Linked DNA regions of Mus musculus: all the other regions are linked to region 1. A link is a contact called in public ChIA-PET, HiCAR-type, HiChIP or PLAC-seq and promoter capture Hi-C data. All regions are on one chromosome and are shown on one strand. Each heading gives the region's core, a stretch centred on a gene start, on an enhancer-like site or on the middle of the called end of the contact. The rest is flanking DNA. Distances are from core to core; before and after follow the strand shown.

What was found. Promoter capture Hi-C pulls out the DNA fragments that hold promoters and counts their contacts. ChIA-PET counts read pairs in DNA pulled down with a chosen protein or histone mark. HiCAR-type assays count read pairs that join an accessible place to other places. HiChIP or PLAC-seq counts read pairs in DNA pulled down with a chosen protein or histone mark.
Region 2: a contact with region 1 is called in an RNA polymerase II ChIA-PET map of memory CD8 T cells, with 7 read pairs. The contact joins the promoter of Rnf168 here to the promoter of Osbpl11 in region 1. A contact is called at or near these places in 1 of 115 datasets of contacts at active chromatin or transcription factors (memory CD8 T cells) and 1 of 9 other capture datasets (liver).
Region 3: an H3K27ac HiChIP or PLAC-seq map of epiblast stem cells shows a contact between it and region 1, with 4 times the contacts expected there. The contact joins the enhancer-like site here to the promoter of Osbpl11 in region 1. A contact is called at or near these places in 2 of 39 promoter capture datasets (cranial neural crest and pre-B cells), 5 of 115 datasets of contacts at active chromatin or transcription factors (T-cell acute lymphoblastic leukemia, astrocytes, cardiomyocytes and 2 more) and 1 of 9 other capture datasets (embryonic stem cells).
Region 4: a contact with region 1 is called in an H3K27ac HiChIP or PLAC-seq map of microglia, with 25 times the contacts expected there. The contact joins the promoter of Tm4sf19 here to the promoter of Osbpl11 in region 1. A contact is called at or near these places in 2 of 115 datasets of contacts at active chromatin or transcription factors (bone marrow-derived macrophages and microglia).
Region 5: a contact with region 1 is called in a promoter capture Hi-C map of the HPC-7 cell line. The contact joins the promoter of Umps here to the promoter of Osbpl11 in region 1. A contact is called at or near these places in 6 of 39 promoter capture datasets (the 3T3-L1 cell line, the HPC-7 cell line, cranial neural crest and 3 more), 1 of 15 datasets of contacts at CTCF or cohesin (large pre-B cells), 7 of 484 Hi-C or Micro-C datasets (B cells, CD4 T cells, the G1E-ER4 cell line and 4 more), 12 of 115 datasets of contacts at active chromatin or transcription factors (the SCID.adh cell line, T-cell acute lymphoblastic leukemia, astrocytes and 9 more) and 1 of 9 other capture datasets (liver).
Region 6: an RNA polymerase II ChIA-PET map of memory CD8 T cells shows a contact between it and region 1, with 9 read pairs. The contact joins the promoter of Pcyt1a here to the promoter of Osbpl11 in region 1. A contact is called at or near these places in 1 of 484 Hi-C or Micro-C datasets (B cells) and 3 of 115 datasets of contacts at active chromatin or transcription factors (embryonic stem cells, memory CD8 T cells and microglia).
Region 7: a HiCAR-type map of astrocytes shows a contact between it and region 1, with 2.1 times the contacts expected there. The contact joins the enhancer-like site here to the promoter of Osbpl11 in region 1. A contact is called at or near these places in 3 of 484 Hi-C or Micro-C datasets (cerebellum, olfactory sensory neurons and pro-B cells) and 4 of 115 datasets of contacts at active chromatin or transcription factors (astrocytes, embryonic midbrain, large pre-B cells and 1 more).

What each region holds. Positions count from the first base shown.
Region 1 is chr16:33,183,692-33,186,381 of GRCm38.p6, forward strand. It overlaps Osbpl11 (oxysterol binding protein-like 11), which reads left to right and starts at 1,380. Exons shown (of 13, transcript NM_176840.3): 1 at 1,380-2,309. The coding sequence starts at 2,113.
Region 2 is chr16:32,276,071-32,278,760 of GRCm38.p6, forward strand. It overlaps Rnf168 (ring finger protein 168), which reads left to right and starts at 1,391. Exons shown (of 6, transcript NM_027355.2): 1 at 1,391-2,345. The coding sequence starts at 2,039.
Region 3 is chr16:34,081,000-34,083,689 of GRCm38.p6, forward strand. All of the region lies in intron 34 of Kalrn (kalirin, RhoGEF kinase), which reads right to left. Among named protein-coding and RNA genes, the nearest start is that of Gm41448, 38 kb to the right of the region's middle. Within about 2 kb of position 1,317, at least 69 of the 459 cell types and tissues checked have an H3K27ac peak or open chromatin away from gene starts, as enhancers often do. A contact at or near this core is called in cardiomyocytes and epiblast stem cells, where this site is marked.
Region 4 is chr16:32,399,146-32,401,835 of GRCm38.p6, forward strand. Tm4sf19 (transmembrane 4 L six family member 19) reads left to right here and starts at 1,361. Exons shown (of 5, transcript NM_001160402.1): 1 at 1,361-1,783.
Region 5 is chr16:33,965,691-33,968,380 of GRCm38.p6, forward strand. Umps (uridine monophosphate synthetase) reads right to left here and starts at 1,348. Exons shown (of 6, transcript NM_009471.3): 1 at 1,136-1,348. The coding sequence starts at 1,291.
Region 6 is chr16:32,429,566-32,432,255 of GRCm38.p6, forward strand. It overlaps Pcyt1a (phosphate cytidylyltransferase 1, choline, alpha isoform), which reads left to right and starts at 1,356. Exons shown (of 9, transcript NM_009981.4): 1 at 1,356-1,466.
Region 7 is chr16:33,933,435-33,936,124 of GRCm38.p6, forward strand. The region is part of intron 10 of Itgb5 (integrin beta 5); the gene reads left to right. Among named protein-coding and RNA genes, the nearest start is that of Umps, 32 kb to the right of the region's middle. Within about 2 kb of position 1,392, at least 55 of the 459 cell types and tissues checked have an H3K27ac peak or open chromatin away from gene starts, as enhancers often do. A contact at or near this core is called in astrocytes, where this site is marked.

The DNA of each region.
Region 1 (2,690 bases), core at 130-2,629:
CCAGGCAAGGTACACACACCTTTAATTCTAGGAGACTGAGGTAAGCAAATCTTTGAGTTCAAAGTCAGCCTGGGACAAAGCAAGTTTTAGGTTCAGGTATGGTGGCACACGCCTTTAATCTAAGCCACATCTTCTACTGGAGGCCTACATCAGGACCTTGAAGAAAGAAGGTTCACTCTTCTTCAACTGATTGTACTTACTTGCTAGCAAGTCTGTTGGAATCTATTTCCACAGAAGACCAGCTTATACTAGCCTCACAGGCCTGACTTCCCACTCACAGCTGCCCATTGTTGGGTTAGTTGGACTACAGACTGTAAGTCATTACAATAAATTCCCTTACTATATAGAGACACTCCATATGTTCTATGACTCCAGAGAACCCTAAGACAAGGATTATTTCTTTTTTTTTTTTCCGAGACAGGGTTTCTCTGTGTAGCCCTGGCTGTCCTGGAACTCACTCTGTAGACCAGGCTGGCCTCGAACTCAGAAATCCGCCTGCCTCTGCCTCCCAAGTGCTGGGATTAAAGACGTGTGTCACCACACCCGGCTAAGGATTATTTCTTAAGTACACCAGTGTGGTTCTTTCAAGTAGTTGTTACCCAGGTTAATCATGCCCACCTGGTAGAGGTAAACTTTCCCTGTGCCTAGACAAAGAGTTAATGGCAGGCTGGGCCTTGCAGATGGTTGTGGTCCTGCATTGCCCCTGTGTCTTGTTTTAGGAATGCTCTTTGATGGGTATAATGGCAGGTTGTCTCCTTTTGCTGTGGGAGTGGAGCCTAACTGGAGGTCAAGCTGAGGGGATAAACAGTAAGAGAAACTTCTTCAGAGACCCCAAACTTCAATTATGGTAAAAGTTTTCTTTCTTACAGTTTGTAACAAACGTGGCAATAAACTACTTTTCTTCCAGTGTTATTGGTCCTTTTTAAGTAAGCTTATTAGTAAATCCTTTTTATATCAATCTACTTCAAGTTTCTCCAGCATCACCAAGAGCTCTAATTTCCAAGACAATTTCCTTTTCTTTAAGACGATTTACCTTAGTCCAATATCATGTTGGGTTTTTTGTTGCTCAAAAATGACTGATCAGTTATTTTTCCCCACTTTGTTCTGTAAATTCTTATTTTTTTAGGTTCCCTTAAAAGGCAAGGAATGGGGCTCCCCAAGAGAGTATAGGACCTGTTTAGCAAGACCGTTTCATTCCCTTTTTCTCCCTCCCTCCCGCCTGCTGCCTCTTTCCCCACTGCTTCTTTCAGCTCCTTCTCTCCCTTGAGGCTCCGGTCACCGCCTCCTTTCGGGATCGTCTGCCCCAATCAAAGATGGCGCCGCCGCTTCAATGCTAGCGGAAATGAGCTCACACGACACCGGAAAGGAAGGCGGGGAGAGCTAGCAGGCGGGTGGGTGACCGGCTGTGGGTGGGGCGGCGGCCCGGGCCCTGGCTCTGGCTTTTACGTTTAGGGCTAAGGAAGCTCCAGGGAGCGGTCGGCTCCTGTGAACTCCGTGGGGCTCCAGGGCTAGCGCTCTCGGAGGAGGCCACGGTGAACCCCTCGCCTCCGGCCCAAGCTCAGCGGCCTCGGAGCCCGCGTCCTGCCCGGCGGCGTCTGCCCGACCCTCCGCGGGCTTCGCGCGACCGCTCCGGCTCAGTTCGGGGCTGCGGTGGGAACCGCGGAGCTGGCTGGACAGGGCCCTTTCTCCCGAGGACCCGGCTGAGGAGAAGAAGCGGCGCGGCTGGCCCGACCCCCGAGTCCTGAGGTCAGGCCGTGGGCTCCGGGGCTCCCGGGCCGTGGACCCCGTCCTTGCCCCGCGTTCCCAGGCAGAGGATCCGCGACCTCGCCCGCGCCGCCCGGCTGCTCCTCGGAGTGTGGCACCGAGCCCTCTGGCGGGGTGATTTGTCCTCCTTGTTCTTGCTCGGGAGAGGCATCTATCTGAAGGGTACCCGTGCTCTTTAAAACTTTTAACCAAAGTGGAAATGCGTGTCCTCTTTTTCTGGACCACTGTCGATTTCCACTCTAGCCGAGGTCTGAGATCCCGTTGAGAGTAAAAAAACGAGAGAGAGAAAGGGGGAAAAGTACTTACAAAATAACTCTGCACTTGGTGTCCCTCGCCCGAGAAGGGCAGATGAACTTTGGAGTTAAGATGCAGGGAGGTGAGCCGGCATCGGTGATGAAAGTCTCCGAGAGTGAAGGGAAGCTGGAGGGCTTGGCCACAGCAGTGACCCCGAACAAGAACAGCGGCAACAGCAGCTGTGGGGGTGCCATCAGCAGTAGCAGCAGCAACAGCAGCCGCGGTGGCAGTGCGAAAGGCTGGCAGTACAGGTATGGCCCTCCAAAGTGATGTTCTGGGGTGGCTCGGAGTGTGATGGGGTCTGCATATCCCAGTTGGAAGGCCAATTCCAAAGCGGCTGATGATCTGACTTGGAGATAGAACCCTGCTTTCGTGAGCAGGATTGACTTTCTTCAGAAATTCATTCAACAGGTAATTTTTTGAGGCCCTTTGAGGAATTCAGAAATGTACCCCAGAGTTTTCTCGATTATCCAAGGGCTTATTCTTCCTCTGATTTATCTCTACACTCACTTCTGGTTTTTGCCTCTGTTGTAATCTGTTTACAAGCAAGCCTGAACGTCTCTTAGAGCAGAAACTGTGGAACTCAGCGCTTTGAGAGGCAAATGCTGGTCTTCAAAACTTGTGGAATGATT
Region 2 (2,690 bases), core at 141-2,640, 910 kb before region 1:
GAGGAACAGAAACCATAACCAAGGCAACTCTTTCTTTTTTTTCTCTCTCTTTTTTTGGTTTGGTTTTTCTGAGACAGGGTTTCTCTGTATAGCCCTGGCTGTCCTGGATCTCACTTTGTAGACCAGGCTGGGATTGAACTCAGAAATCCACCTGCCTCTGCCTCCCGAGTGCTGGGATTAAAGGCGTGTGCCACCACGCCTGGCCACAAGGCAACTCTTATGACAATATTTAATCAGGGCTGGCTTACAAATTGAGAGGTTCAATCCATTATCAAGGTGCCAGAGCATGGCAACATCCAGGCAGGCATGGTGCAGGAGGAGCTGAGAGTTCTACATTTTCATCTGAAGGCTGCTAGCAGAATACTGCTTCCAGGCAGCTAGGATGAGGGTCTTAAAGCCCACACCCATAGTGACTCACCTACTCCAACTGGGCCACACCTTCTAATAGTCCCATTCCCTGGGCCAAGGATATGCAAACCATCACAGACTCCAACTCCAGGTCCTCCTGTTTCTGCCTCTGCCTTTGCTACCTAAATGCCTCAATTACAAGACACACGTGTCCATGCCTAGTTCAGAGGTCCTTCCTTCCTTCCTTCCTTCCTTTTTGAAACAGAGTCTCTTACTAAACTCACTGTATAGACCAGGCTGATCTCTACCTCACAGAGACCCTCCTGCCTCTGCCTGCAATGTTTTGGGAACCAGCTGACCAATTGAGGAAGGGTCTCATATAGCCCAGGTTGACCTGGAACCAGTTATGTAGCCAAGGCTAGTTTATAATAATCCTTTTGTGACTACTTCCCAAATGCTGGGATTGATTATAGAAATGGGTCTCTTGTTGAGTTCTTCAGACTCCACATACCAAACCCAATAGGCATTTACTCATGCTAAAGTCTGGGGTAGAGGGCCCAAGCCAAGCACCCCCAAAACAAGAGGGAAAGCAATAACAGCCAAATCTCTACATTGCTGTTTTAGCCAGTACCATAAGGATATCACCCCCACCTTATTTAACCTTTACAAGGATTCTTTGAAACCACAGGTGTAACTCTTTGTTGCTGCTCTCCTTGAGCGTCACTTGTCTATAAGGCCAATATCTGCTGCTCATTCTATAAAATGCTAGTGTTGCAAATAAATGCTAAGAAAAATCTTTAAGGTAAATTTGTTGTAATTTCTTCTTTTAGCACTAAGAACTTTAGAAAGCTTTGTTAGGAGAAGGGTAGCCTAAAGAATACTGAAAGAATAATTACAAAAATTCCTGTTCGGATCTTGGTTTAGAGAGTTACTTGAGTAAGCAAGATTCTGCAGCCTACAGTAGCCGAGCGACCAAAAGCGGGAGGAGTTGCTACTAGCAGGCTAGGCGGGAACGCAGACGCAGCTCCCGGAAGTCCCGCCCGACTGAGCGGTTCCTTGGGGGAAGACGTGCCGTTTTGGCGGGGAATTGTGACGTCCGTGGAGCCCGGGTACCTGCTCCGGCCGCGGCCAGTAGACCGATTGGCAGGACAGCGGGTGCGAGCGGCTGGGTCTCGGGACCCGGGGGGTACCGCGAGGTGTTCCAGAAGCTGGAGCGTGGGCACTGGAGGGCTGCCTCCACCGCAACGGCGAGACGGAAGTCCCGCGGCGGCCCGAGCCCGGATTCCGGGCGGTACCGGGTGCTCTGGGAGCGGCGGTGCCCGGGCTTCCGGCTCTGGCAAGCCCGGCCGCCTCGCGCGTAGAGGCGGGTCCTCACCGCGTAAGAAGGGGAGCTGGATGAGCGCTTGTGTGGCGCGGGGAGACAGAACCACTCTCCGCCCCGAGGCCGCCGACTCCCGGAGGAACGTTCTTTCATTCCCTTGCTGGACTCAGGGCATAACTGTTGACCTGACATCACAGCTCCTGCTTGTCTCGGGCCCGTGGGAACTCAGGCCTTCTGGATCTCAGTCCGCTGCTGTGTGTGAGAGTAAACACCAAACGGCTCGCTGCTTTTCTCCGTTCTGGGCGTGATTAGGCGAAAGACGACTTTAGTCCCTTTCTGATTTTAACGTTGGGTAGGTCTCATTAGCATATGAAGATGGCTGCACCTAAAACCTCCATCCCTTCCTTAGCCGAATGTCAGTGCGGGATCTGTATGGAAATCCTCCTAGAGCCTGTAACCCTACCTTGCAACCACACGCTCTGTAACCCATGCTTCCAGTCCACTGTTGAAAAGGCCAATCTATGCTGTCCCTTCTGTCGTCGCCGGGTCTCTTCGTGGACTCGGTACCATACCCGAAGAAATTCTCTGGTCAATACAGACCTGTGGGAGATTATTCAAAAACACTATGCAAAGGAATGCAAGCTTAGAATCTCTGGACAAGAATCAAAGGAAATCAGTAAGTAAAATTAAGCATGTTTATTGGGTAAAACGGCCCAAAATCCCTTTGAAAGGGAACCATTTTTGTTTTTGCTTTTCGAGAAAGGGTTCCTCTGTGTTGCCCTGGCTGTCCTGGAACTCACAATGTAGATCAGGCTGGCCTCGAACCCAGAGATCCACCTACCTCTGCTTCCTGAGTTCTGGGATTAAAGGTATGAGCCACCATCGCAGGGCTCGAACCATCATTTTCTAATTTAAAGAAAAAGAAAAAGAAGGCTAAATAGTCTGAATCGTGAGGATTTGTGGTTTTATAAGCCCTGCCCACACATCAGTTAAAGTCAAGGACAGAGTTACATCACGTGTA
Region 3 (2,690 bases), core at 67-2,566, 900 kb after region 1:
GAATGAAGGCCTTGTAAGGACAAAAAACACCTGGCGCTGGGGAGAACGTTACAGCCCTCGAGCTAGAGTCTGCCTGCATCCTCTGAGCTCGGGAGCCAGGAACTCTGTGTTTTCACCTAAATCCTCACAACCACCTATGTTCTCTAGAGCAGACTGTGGAAGGAACTGGCCTATGGAAGTCAGGTTACCAGACAGAGCTGGCACACTTAGGGAGCACTGATGCCAGCGAGAAACTCAGCGCTAAAAGAACTGCTCATGATTAGATCGTTTACTGAGAGCGAGAGAGCGAGGGGGGGAGAGGGAGAGGGAGAGGAAGAGAGAGAGGAAGAGAGAGAGGGAGAGAGGGAGGGAGGGAGGGAGAGAGAGAGGGAGAGAGGGAGGGAGGGAGGGAGAGAGAGAGAGAGAGAGAGAGAGAGAGAGAGAGAGAGAGAGAGAGAAGAGAAGAGACAGCTAAGCCCCAGATAGCTGGCTGGCCTACACTCCCTCCCAGTCAAGTCCACTTGTGATACTAACCAGGCATTTCCCCACAAAAGCTTTGGGCTCTTTTTTGCCTCTTAACTTCCAGTGAAGGCACTTTGTAAAGACACAGGAACTCATAGGACTGCTTGCTAAGCATCTGTCAGAGATCAGATAGAAACACAGAGATGATCCCATTGAATCATAACCTGACCCAAGGCCAGAAGCATCACACAGACGCATTCTACGGCACAGAGTGCTGAATGCGACGGACCGTACTTACACATGGGGCTAAACTGCCTTCAGTGCTCTGCTCCTAGTGCCCGTCTTGACACAGCCATTCTACAACCAGGACTTCAGACACTGGTCCCGCCCCGTCTCTGCCATATGCACCCACGGATACAGAAGAAGATGCCAACCGACTCAAGCCTGGAGCCGGTGGTGGCAAGCTATCAACATAGCACAATGAGCAGGTTGTGTATCTCTCTAACCTGTGACCGGTTGTCTTTGGATTAGGAGACAAAGGTGAACACATAATTGTAGCATAATGTTTGGCAAGTAGCCATGGCAATTACAAGCCACTGAGTTATGTCATGGACATTTTACAATGGGAGGAATCTGGGAGGGCCGGAGAGTGTGAGGGACTTTCTCTGAGCGACTCAGACAAGCTAGGATAAAGGCCAACAGTGATACCTGTGGTCCCGCCCCGCCCCCCACTGCCTCCTCATCTTCTCCCAGGGCAGCTTAGGCTCTTGGAAAGGCCCATCCCCCTCCCTTCCCCCTCCCCTCTCCCACACATACACACTCCCTGGGAACAGCCCAGCTCTGGTTTTGCTCTCAAAGCTCTGGCTTGCCTCGCTGGCAGAAGGGTCAGAGTTAAATTTAGACCTGACCACCTCCCTGGGACTGAGCCGGATCACTAGCTGTGTGAGGAGAGAGGGAGTCAGTGTAGTATGGCTGGCTGCTGACGCTCTCAAATGGAAGCACTATTTGTTAGGCTGAAGGGACAGAATTTCTAAACCAAATCACAAGGAACTGGGAGATTAAAAATTAGAAAGCTTGAAACAAACCTTACAAGGGTTGCTGAGGCTTCTGACTCTGACAGAACACAAATGAACAAGCAGGGTTGTTGCTGGCTTTTCTTTTTTTTAACCTTTGTTGTTACTATTTATGTGTATGGGTGTTTTCACTTGTGTGCATGTCTTTGTACTGCATGCATGCAGTTCCCATGGAGACCAAAAGAGGGAGTCAGATACCCTAGAACTGAAGTTCCCAGACAGTTGTGAGCTGACAAGTGGGTGCTGCACATCAAACCCAAGACTTCTTGGACTTAACTGCTCAGCCATGTCTCTAGGCCTATCCCTGAACTGACTTAGAACAACGGCCCACAATCAGATCTACAATGTATCCAAAGAGGGGTCCCTAGACACACCTGAGATGGGGGCCATAACTGTGGAGGTGGTGGGTCCTGGGAGAGGCAGGAGCTGTGGATGGCGAGACCTCAGGACAGAAGCTGATCCCCGCCTTTGGGTGAGTGGGATGGGTGGGTGCTCAGGATGAGTGGGAATGGCCAAGGGAAGAGGCAGGGAATGGGAGTCTGCTGTTTTTAATTTAGATCCCAGTGGTAAGCTACCTAAGATGAAGCTTCAGGTCACAGGTTGACAGTTCCACAGGGACAGAGGTCATAAAGTAAAGGTGCCACCATGGCCCTTTGTGGCCAGAGAGCACAGATGCTCAGGGTCTGCAGAGTAAAGGCTTCCATGTGAGTACCTTGTCCCCTTCCCTCCCTGTGCTGCCCAGGCTGGCCTTGACCTCCTGGCTTCAGTCCCAGCGTTAGGACTGTGGTGTGACACTGTGCCCAGTCTATCCGAGCTACTGAAATAAAGCAGCTTCAAGCAAGGTACCCAAACTGGAACTCCACACAGCCATATCTGGCCCTGTGCACTTTGGCTGTATTCTCTTTGTGGTTTCCCATAATACTTAGCAAGGCCTTTTGGAAAGACTCCTTTAATAGGACCCAGAGTTCACACAGTGTGTTAGGGGCCCAATGAAAGGGAGCAACAAAACTTTTGATATTTATGTTACTCTTTCAGACAGGGCCCCAGTTGCCCAAATAAAATCCATCTCCACACCCTGCCAAGGGACAGTCTCAGTGTCCCATTGATTTTTATTTTGACTTGAGAGCACTTCAGAAGATGTGTATAAAAGACAACACACACACACACACACACACA
Region 4 (2,690 bases), core at 111-2,610, 780 kb before region 1:
GATAATATAATCTTCAATTGAAAATAATTTGACTTAATATTTTCCCATTTGTATCCCTTCTCTTGCCTTACTGCTTTCAATCACGTTATGGATGAGCAGTAGGGAGAGTGGGCAGTCCTCTCTCATTCCTGATGTTAATGGGGCTTATTAATGGATTTATTCATTTAGGATGATATTGACCATGTGTTTGTCATTTATAACCTTTATTATGTTAGAACATGTTTCCTACAGTCCTATTTGTTCTAGGGCTTTTATTAAGAATGCATGTTGAGAGCTGGGTGTGGTGGCGCACACCTTTAATCCCAGCACTTGGGAGGCAGAGGCAGGCAGATTTCTGAGTTCGAGGTCAGCCTGGTATAGAGTGAGTTCCAGGACAGCCAGGGCTACACAGAGAAAACCCTGTCTCAAAAAAACTAAAAAACAAAAAAACAAAACAAAACAAAACAAACAAACAAAAAAGGAATTCATGTTGAATCTTATCAAAGACGTTTTCTTTTTTCTTCCATTGAAATGATCATATGATTCTTGTATTTTTTTTTGTCCATGTATTTGGTTTATTACATTTATTTCTTATATATGTTAAAAATAAAATCAATGAAAAATAAAATAAAATTCCTATACACATTACAAGAATAATTTTTAAAGCAATTTGTGTCTCACTCCACTTCCAGAATTTGTGAACTTAATTCTATCTTCTATAAATTCTTTTTTCCCCCTCTTTTTGGTTTTTTAAGACAGGGTTTCTCTGTGTAGCCCTGGCTGTCCTGGAACTCACTCTGTAGAACCAGGTTGGCCTCAAACTCAGAAATCCACCTGCCTCTGCCTCCCCAGTGCTAGGATTAAAGGCGTGCGCCACCACTGCCCGGCTTACTTTTTATAAATTTTTAAACTGGCTGCAACAACCAAGAACCACATATGGTGTATTCTGTCTCTATAATTGTCCCTGCTAAGTATGAGGAAGGAAGTTAATTAGGAGGAATGTTTTATCTGGCTTCTTGAAATAAAGATACAGAAATTCTCGGGTATTAGTTGTCATTTTTGCTGTTAATGTGACACAGAATTTTAAGCTATTAGTTTTTGCTTTTGTTCTATCTTACTTTTGAGACCGGGTTCCTGCTTCCACTTCTGTCTTTTTAGGATTGCAGGGAGCTTCTACATCCAGTGGCTGGGGCCTTGAATAGGAGCTTACCAAAGGCCTGTCTGGAGCCATCCCTGTGTGACACACAGTGTTTGTGCGACTGTGACACTCCAGGATGATGGATGCCCTGTGCTTGAACACGAGGGAGAAGGAAGACGACGAGGCTGAGAAAGTGGGGTGAGAAGGAAGAAAGGGTGGGTGCTCAGGGGTGCTCTCTCAGAAGAGCCCAGATGGTACAAGGAAGGATGACACAGCCGGATGGAGCAGCTGATGTGGAAAGGGCGCTGGTGGCAGAGGAGGCTGAGGGACTGCTCCTGGGTGCATCAGTGACTCACTAAGACCGTTGAGCTTGTGAGTCCATGTGTCCTTCCTTGGAATCACATGAAAGTGAGCAGAGAATGAGTGGGTCACGAGCACAGGCTTCGCCTGGGACAGAATGATTTTTCAGTGGAGGCCCGTGGGCAGCTGTGGACACCCACGCCCACTCGAGTTCACATGAATACCCAGGCAACCGCTACATATGCAGGACCTTCCCGACCCTGCAAGCCTAGCCGGCTGGGGCTGCCCGAGGGGCCAAGGTCCATTTTGAAGAGTGTCTCCTCCACTTTCTTGTTCTCCTATCCTGATTCTTGCCATCACAAACAGGTAAGAAGAGATGAGAGGGTCCTCTAAAATGATATATCCTAGACCAGCAGGGCTTAGCCGTTTAGACTGCCAGTCTTGCGATACCAGCTCTGCTGCTTAACCACTGGGACTTGAGGCTGTCTCTCAGTGAACTTGTCTTGGTGAACTTCAGGCCTCTGTACCTGCCTAGAATACCTTTCCCATCCAGTGCCTCCTTAATAGTTAAGTTTTGCCATGACAGCACTCCTTCCAGGAGCCCTTGTTGTTTCAGGCAAGGGTCAAGCAGTCCTGTGAGAGAGCTTCTGCCCTTTATTCTCCTCCTTTTTCTCTGTTCCCCTAGCTCTATAGTCCTCGAGGGAAGGGACTGCTTTGTTTTGATTTTCACCGTTTTCTCCCTAGGTTCTAGTGCAGTTGTCTGGCTTAACATCTACTAAAGGATGCAGGGAGAGATGGGAGTGGGGAAACCGGACACAGAAATTGTGCTCTTCCTCCCAGGCAAGTGCTCCTGGGCCCAGACAGTGGCTGATGATTGGTTCACACGGCCTGCACCTCAGGTTCTAGGGAGGGCCTCCTCTACAGCCTAGTTTTAAGATTTGACCTTTGGGGGAATAATGGTACATACCTTCGGTCTTATCACTTGGGAGGTGGAGGCAGAAAAATCAGAAATTCAAGGCCAGCTTCTGCTACAAGAGACCCCGTCTCAAAAACCAAACCAAACCAAACTTGACCTTCTGATCTCGGCTGCCTCTACTCACGAGAAAATGGGCTCTTTGCTAATCTGACTCACATGTTTGGAAGGCTGTCTCGGGGCGTTGTGGTTTCTAAGGGAACAGTCTCAGAGAGGAAGTGAAAGGCAAACCGAGTCACAGCATCCTTTCTCTGTAGATGGAGTAGGGCCCTCTTGCTCTTCTCAGGGCAGGCCAGCCAA
Region 5 (2,690 bases), core at 98-2,597, 780 kb after region 1:
GCAACCCAGGCTGACCTCAAACTCACAATTCTCCTGCCTCAGCTTCCTGAATGCAGGAATTATAGATGTGCACCACCATACCTGGCTACATACATATTATGTCTTGATAGACCTCTGCAAATAATGGAAATATTCTACAGTTACACTAGGCAACAAAGTAGCCACTAGTAACTTTTAACTATTCCATTAGTATGTTTGGTCTTGGGACAAATTCTCATGTAGCCCAGGCTGGCCTTGAGCAGCACTATGAAGTGGGACCTTTAACTTTTGACTCCAACCCCAGTGCTTTATTTATTAACAATTCTGGCAGGCACACTGGCTCCTCTGGTAAAGGTTTTTCTGCCCAGCCTGACCACCTGAGTTCAATCCGTTTAACCCTCAAGACAGAGAGGGAGGGCGAGAACACACTCTGATCTTCGAAAGTGTACCACGGCACGTGCACACCTGGACACACACCCACACCCACTATAAACGCTAATACAAACTTCACAATGATCTATAATCCACACAGAGTCCCTAGCAACACTTCCTGCCATTTCTAACCTTTTATTCTAAATGCCATCTGCATGCAGTTCGGCTGGAGGCTTGTTATTCTAGAAAGCACTGCCTCAAGGCCGACTTGGCGGTGACTCACAGACAACCGACACGAGGTTTGAGAAACAACAGGCTAGAAACCTCTAAGTGCACACTTTACCCTTGCCAACCAAAAAATTCTGCCTTTCTGGTATCCACCATATGGCTTTCACTTCTTGCTACTGGCCATGCACTATTAAATCGAGTCGTTTGATCCGCTACTAATTTCTCCACCCTCCCGCCTTTTCCTTTCCTCCCTAATTGTCACTTTCTGGGGGTTAGGTACACAGAACTCACTCAAGGACTTCTCCGCCGGCCAGAGCCCAACAGGACACCCGGACTCTCGCAAAACACGTGTCTACACCGATCGGTCCAGAAACAAGGTCTCAAAGAAGCTGAAGGCTCCCGGTCCCCAAGCTCCTCCACACTCTCCAGACCAGCAGTCGGGAGGGCTTGCCTGCCTGGTCTGTGGCTCTCCCTTGTCCCCAATTTCGGCCACCCCCGCCATCTCCTGCTCTCTTTTCCCGCCACCCGGAGCCATCCCGTCCCTCGGGGCTGGTACCTGACTGAGAAGACGCGGGCGTGACACGATGCCCCGCAGGTCGATGTAGACTGGGGAGGAGAGCCCGCTCTTCAGGACGAAGCTCCCGAACTTGAAAGCCTGCACGTCATACAGCTCGGTGACCAAGGGGCCCAGGGCTTGGCTGGCGACCTCCATTCTCGCGCGCTCAGTTCGCTCTGGAAGCCGAGGGGCTTGGGGCCCGTGACGTCACCCAGAAGTCCCGCCTCTTCCGCCCCCCTTTCCGGCCCGGGCCGCGGGCTTCATTGAGTGTTCTAGATGCTTCCTGGTTGGGGAGGTGGGTTTTCAAACCTGAAAGCTAGATCGAAGCCTGATTTCCCCCGGAGGGATCTGTAGGCTTCGTTCATTTTTTATTTTGTTTGTTTTGTTTATAGCTGAGCGCTTCTTTATCTGATCCAGTCACTGTTAACAGCCACTTCCCTAATCTCTCAGGGTTTCTTTCCATAAAATAAAAATCCTCTAAGACAGAGCCTGTGGCTACCTTCTTGTATTAATTTTACAGCAGTTGGCGTGGGAGAGTTTCATAGTAATTTGCACATAGAAATCTGAAGCAGGTCACCGTGCACTCAGGGGCTGACAAACTTCCTTTAGACCACTTGAAGTGTACCAGATGAAGAAGGGTGGGGCCAGTTAGGGAGGATCAACTGACAGTATCTATTGGCTAACTGGAAGGGGAATGTTGGGCAGTTTGAAAACTCAAGCATATTTGGTTTACAAAACCCTTAGCTGGTTAAGTGAACTCCTGTAGTCCTAGCTATGTAAGAACCTGAAATGGGAGGATTCCAAGTTCAAGGCTGACCTAGGTATCTAGTGAGCCTGTGTTAATAATAATGATAATCCCCTAAGACTGTATTTTCCTTTTTGTTTGTTTGTTTGTTTTTTTCTTTTTTTCTTTTTTTTTTTTTTTTTTTTTTTTTTTGAGACAGGGTTTCTCTGTATAGCCTTGGCTGTCCTGGAACTCACTCTGTAGACCAGGCTGGCCTCGAACTCAGAGATCCACCTGCCTCTCAAGTGCTGGGATTGACTGTATTTTCCTATTTTAAGGAAATGCCACTTATCAAACAGACTGAGATTTCATTTTGTCTCTTTGTTTTCTCTAAAGAGATCGTGTTGAGCTCCCAGCGTGGAAACCCCCATAGATCCCAGCGTTTGTTTTGGGTTTGAAACAGGGCTTCCTTATGTTACCCAGCCTGATGTAGACTTCACAATGTAGTGAAGGCTCAGATTGCCCTCGAACTCACAGAGATCCATCTGCCTCTGCCTCCTGGGTGCTTGAATTAAAAGTGTTCACCACCATGACAGGTAAAATTTGTTGTCTTGACAGTTGTTTCTCATTACCAGCAACTTCAGTAAGGCCTTGATTAAATAAGAATTCAGATGTTAAAATGCTTTGTTCTTCTTGCTAGGTCAACAACTACGTTCATCTCTGTGTGCTGTTAATTGACAGAATGCTCAATAGATCAGCCTCATTCCCAGCTGTGCATCACCTGCAGACACTGGAAGCCTGATCAAGCCTCCTACCAACCTGTATGCATAA
Region 6 (2,690 bases), core at 106-2,605, 750 kb before region 1:
TTGTGATGCCCATCTTCCCCAGAGAGGCCCTTGGTGTCTCCTCCAGCTACGAAGTCCTTTTTTGGGGGCATTTTATCTGCCAAGTCCAAATACCTATTTGAACTTAAGTGTGTGTGCTAGCTTTTAATCATTTTTCTCCTTAGAAGCACCTCAGCAGATGCACAAGTTCACCCATCCTCTTTCCTCTCAGTTATCTTCAAGTAAAAAATGCAAACAAATACATAAAAGTCTACCCCCACCCCCCCCATCTTTCTCCTGTAGAGTTTTCTTCCCACTTGCCTTACAGCTACAGAATTGCACAGGGTGTGGCGGCTAATGACCGCACTCTAGAGTCTGAGGCAGGAGGTCCACTGCAAATTCAAGGCCGGCATGGGACAAATAGTAAGGTCCAGGCCAGTCTCGGCAACAGTAAAGGCCATGTCTGATAGTTACTTTTAATTCCCCTCAAAAAGTCTGGAGAGAGAGTTCAGTGGTTAAGAGTTAAAAGCACTTACTGTTCAATTAAGACTAGAATTAGCCCGGCAGTGGTGGTGCACGCCTTTAATCCCAGCACTGGGGAGGCACAGGCAGGTGGATTTCTGAGTTCGAGGCCAGCCTGGTCTACAGAGTGAGTTCCAGGACAGCCAGGGCTACACAGAGAAACCCTGTCTCGAAAAAACGAAAAAAAAAAAAACAAAAAACAAAAAACAAAAAACCAAAAAACCAAAAAAAACAAAACCCACTAGAGTTCAGGTCCCAGCACCCAGGTATTCACAAAGGCCCGTTAACTCTAGCTCCAAGACATGTCACCCCATTTATGGCCTCCGTGGACACACAAAATCTTAGAAGTGTGTTGTGTGTGTGTGTGTGTGGGGGGGGGGGACTCGGCCAAACAAAATCCCCCAAAAGCTCACCGTAGGAAGTTCGTTCCCTAGACTACAGCCTCCTTGTCTGTGCATTTTTGCCCTCGCCTCTACTCCTGCTCCACTACTTCCCGGGTCGATTTCTAGGCTCGTTTTCTGATGAGTCAACCCAGGTCCGAATAACTGGCAGACAGAGGATGAGCTCAGACCCGAGCTCGCCTGACCGAGCCGGCGGGCTCGAAGTCCTCGGGGAGGTCGGACATCGGAGCCCCAGCCCTGCGGAGAAGGCGAGGGGCAGCGGGCGCAGGGGACGCCGGGAGACCGGCGGCAGGAGGCGCCACACATCCGGAATTCCGAGCCCGCCGACCCCGCGCCTGCCTCCAGCGCTTCGGCTCAGTCACCCCACGCGCCCGGCCCCTCTGGAAGCGGAACTACTCTGTCAGGTTGTGGTTTTCAGGAATGCGGAGGTGGCATTGACAAGAGGGCGGGCGGGAGGCGGGACTTCCGGTCCGCAGTCCGGTCAGATGTTTCCCGGGCGTCTCCCCGCAACCCATTTGACTTCGCTAGTCGGTGACGCGGCGCGGGGAAGGGATCCGAGGGGGACCGGAGCCTGGAGGAGTTGAGGTAAGGAAACTCCGGGTAGTGGGTGCTTTGCGAGGACAAAGGCGGGCTGGGAGCGTGAGGGGGCTGCGACTGAAGAGTGGGCCAGTGACAGCTAGGGAAAGTGTGAAGCAGGAGGCTACTGTGACCGAGGTACAATGACAGCCAAGAGGACTGTGACCCAGGGGTGGCCGCTTGTGAGGGGTCTGTGACCCCCGGAGCAGTAAATGCGAGGGACTCTGACCTCGGAGAGCACGAGGCAGAGGCTGCGACGGGACCATGACCGAGTAAGTATGCAGCAGTGACTACCCGGGGACTGACTGATCGATGGATAGTGACTGAGGGGATTGATCCGAGGGACCATGAAGCAGCGGCTGCGAGGGCGCGCTCACCGACAAGCAGCGACTTTGAGGGCTGACTTGGAGGAGAATGTAAGATCAGGAATTGGGGGTGGTGCTTTGCACTTGTGTTTGTGTACAAAGTGTGAGTGAATGAGCGAGGGACCCACCCGGCACAGGTCTTACGAAGAAACCGCACTGGTGTGAGACCAGACCAGAGTTTGAATTTTACGGGCAAACTTCCGTGGGTGAGAAACTTAGTTCACCACTGAGCTAGTGTCTTCGTCAGTAAGCGGAAAGTTCAGAGTTGGATTATGCCACCCAACTCTGAGTCCCAGTTTACTATTGGGCTGTGAAGACAGTTTAGTTGGATGGCAACTAACTAAATACAGACAACTGGTCTACAATAGAAATCCCCGCTGTGTTCACATAGTAAGGATTTATAAAATAGGTTTCAGGTGTGTTTGCAATGATGCTATAAAGTTAGCTTCCTACATCTTACTACGTATGCAGTAAACGAGCTAAAGTTTGAAAACTGGGTGTGGTGATACACAACTAGAATTCAGACACCCAGGAGGCTGAGACAAGTATTTTCAGTTGGGCTTAAAAATTTTGGTGGACTTAAAGTGTTTTGGTTTTGTTTCTTTGCTCTTGCTTGTGAGTTTGTTTCTTCAAGTCAAGGTGTCTCTATGTAGCCCTGGTTGTCCTGGAACTCCCTCTGTAGACCGGGCTGGCCTTGAACTCAGAGATCTGCCTATTTCTGCCTCACCAGTGCTGGCTCTGAGGCATTAATACAGGATCTCACTATGTATAGCCACTGACCTGGAACCATCTAGACCAGGGTGGCCTTGAACTCACAGAGACTCCTGGCCTCTGCCTCAAGATTAAAGGTGCATGCCACCATGTCTAG
Region 7 (2,690 bases), core at 142-2,641, 750 kb after region 1:
TTCTTTGCTGATTCAAAATGTATGTGTATATTCAAGTTTGGATACGTCAATGATGAGGACACCAGAGAACTCAGGCGGGGCCCAATGGGCCTTTTGCGTTGTCAGCCACTCTGCCTAGACTTCCTGGCTGAGGTTCAGCAGCTCCACCAAGCTCTGGTGCTCAAAGGCAGTGTAGGTCCTTTGCACCCCAGCTTGGGCGTGGACAGGTAACCCGTGGGAACTTCCAGCTTTGGAGGCCTTCCATCAAGTTGGCACGAAGCCGCCCTCTAGCATGACAGCAACAATAGGAGTGAGGAAGGCGGTGCTTACCGAATGCCAAGCACGTTGAAGCCTACAGGTAGGCTTACCTCACAGGGCTACCTAGTAAGGAGCCGTTTCTACTAGCCTCACTTAGAAATAAAGAGCCAAGACGTAAGGCAGACTAGGGTACAGGCTAGAATCTGACCCCAGAATCCTGCCGACCGCTGCCTCAAGATCTAGATGTTTCAGTGTCCCCTGCCTGGGTCATATGTCTCTTCATGGCCAGCCCCACCCTTGCTTGTCCTGAGAGTGATGTCTCTGTGATCGTGGAGTAGGCCTAGGGAGGCTGGGCAGCGCCTCCTCTCTGCTCGGGGACGCCTGCAGTCCACAGCTCTCCGCTCTTTATTCCTTCCATCCTTCAAGGTGGTGCTGCCCCGCTGTCAGGTCCTCTACTTGTCTTGTCTCTGACACAATCACCCTGTTTCCTAAAGTCCTCAGTGTCTGCCTCATAGCTCTCCCTTCTATCCAAGCCCCACTGTTTGGGGCAGGCATTTCTGTCTCATTTCCAGGGCACGCCATGGGCCATAGACCATGTCGCAGGCTTCCCTTGCATAAGGGCAGGTATTTTTTAGGGCATTGCCATACAGTGTTATTCTTACTGACAGGAAAGGAAACACGTTCCAGGAGTTTAGAGCCTTCTTCAAGGTCACAGTGCACAGGGAGGATTTGAACTTGGTCTAGCCCATGCTCCCTTTACTTTCTGGGCATCTTCAGCTCAGCCCTGCAGGGCATCTCACAGAGGCCCAGCCTTGGCCTCAGTCGTCTTCTCTCTGCCAATCTGCCTGCGATTCCTGAGTTTCCACACCTCTATTTCTCCCCAGAGCGGTTTCCCCAAACCTCCTTCTTTCAGAAGAAAGCTCTGCAATCCTCTTGTTTCCTTCCTGTCCTGTCTTGTCCAGCTTGCCTGTGGGAGATGTCTGTGCTCACAGCCCCACAGTCTTGCCTGCCTGCCTGTTGGGCCTCGTCCTGGGACCCCATTGATACCCTCCCCCTCCATCTTCTCCACCTTCATGAAGCATCAGTGCTGAGCTTCCTCTCACTGCCCCGCATTGCCTGTCAGGCCACTGGCTCCCCAACTCTAGTCCAGGCCTCTGAATAGCCAATATTCTGTTTAGTAGAAAGAGGCAGGGAGACTTGGCTGCCAGCCCACACAAGCACTGTTTGGTGAATTCTGTAGAGCTGAAATTCTGTATAAACAAGCACATTTACAACTTCCTGTTCATTTAGCTGCCAATCATTCTGACAAAGGAGGTGCTGATTGTAAGTTACATGTGTAGCCATTCCTGGCAGTGCGCCACTGTCCTTAATATTCCCTGTCTGTGTGATAAAAACATATTTATGTATGCATGATATTAAACAGGCATCATTGAATTCAGTGTCCTTTGTCTTGATAGCATTGTAATTTGGTTTGACTTTTTTTAAAATTCATTTATTTATTTATATGAGTACACTATATAGCTGTCTTCAGACACACTGGAGGAAGGCATATGATGGTTGTGAGCCACCATGTGGTTGCTGGTAACTGAACCAGGACCTCTGGGAGAACAGTCAGTGCTCTTAACAACCGCTGAGCCATATCTCCAGTTCATTGACTCGACTTTTTTTTTTTTTTTTTTTCCCTCGAGACAGGGTTTCTCTGTGTAGCTCTGGCTGTCCTGGAACTCACTTTGTAGACCAGGTTGGCCTCGAACTCAGAAATCCGCCTTTCTCTGCAACCCAAGTGCTGGGATTAAAGGCGTGCGCCACCACCGCCCGGCTTGACTTGACTTTTTTATGAAGAGACTTCACTTTAAGTCCTCTGGGCCCTGTAACACTGGCAATTGATGGTTTTATTGATCCTGGGAGCAGGAGCCAAATGTCCCTTGTCACTTTAATACATGTGTGCCTATGGCTAGGAGAGGACATGGGTGCACAGATACTAAGATGTCAATGGTGTCTAAGGGCAGACATTCCAATAAGGATACAATGTATCAGATCTGTAAGGTTCTGATGTTGGGCAGGTTATAGTTTCTAATGGACACTGGGAGACTTTGAGTCAAGATGACAGGCAGTAGTCTCATGCCTTCTGCTACCAGTCACTACCAGTATTACTTTGTGGTACTATGTTGCAGATGCTGGGGCCCAGCCCACCTCCCTGGGAAAGATCCCTATTATTAGTTAGGAACAGCATCCAGTGTGAAGGACACAGTGGGGGATGCCACATCTTCGCCTGGTTACATTTAGCTTTGTGTTTGATGTGTGGTGCTGGAGATGGAAGCAAGGCTCTGAGCATATTAGGCAAAGGCACTAAACCACCTCCTTCGCTCTTTTGCTGTCTTTAAAAGGCAGTGAGCAGTCAGATGGCCACCAAACTATACCTACTAGAGTCTCCACTGGGGACTAGGATCCCT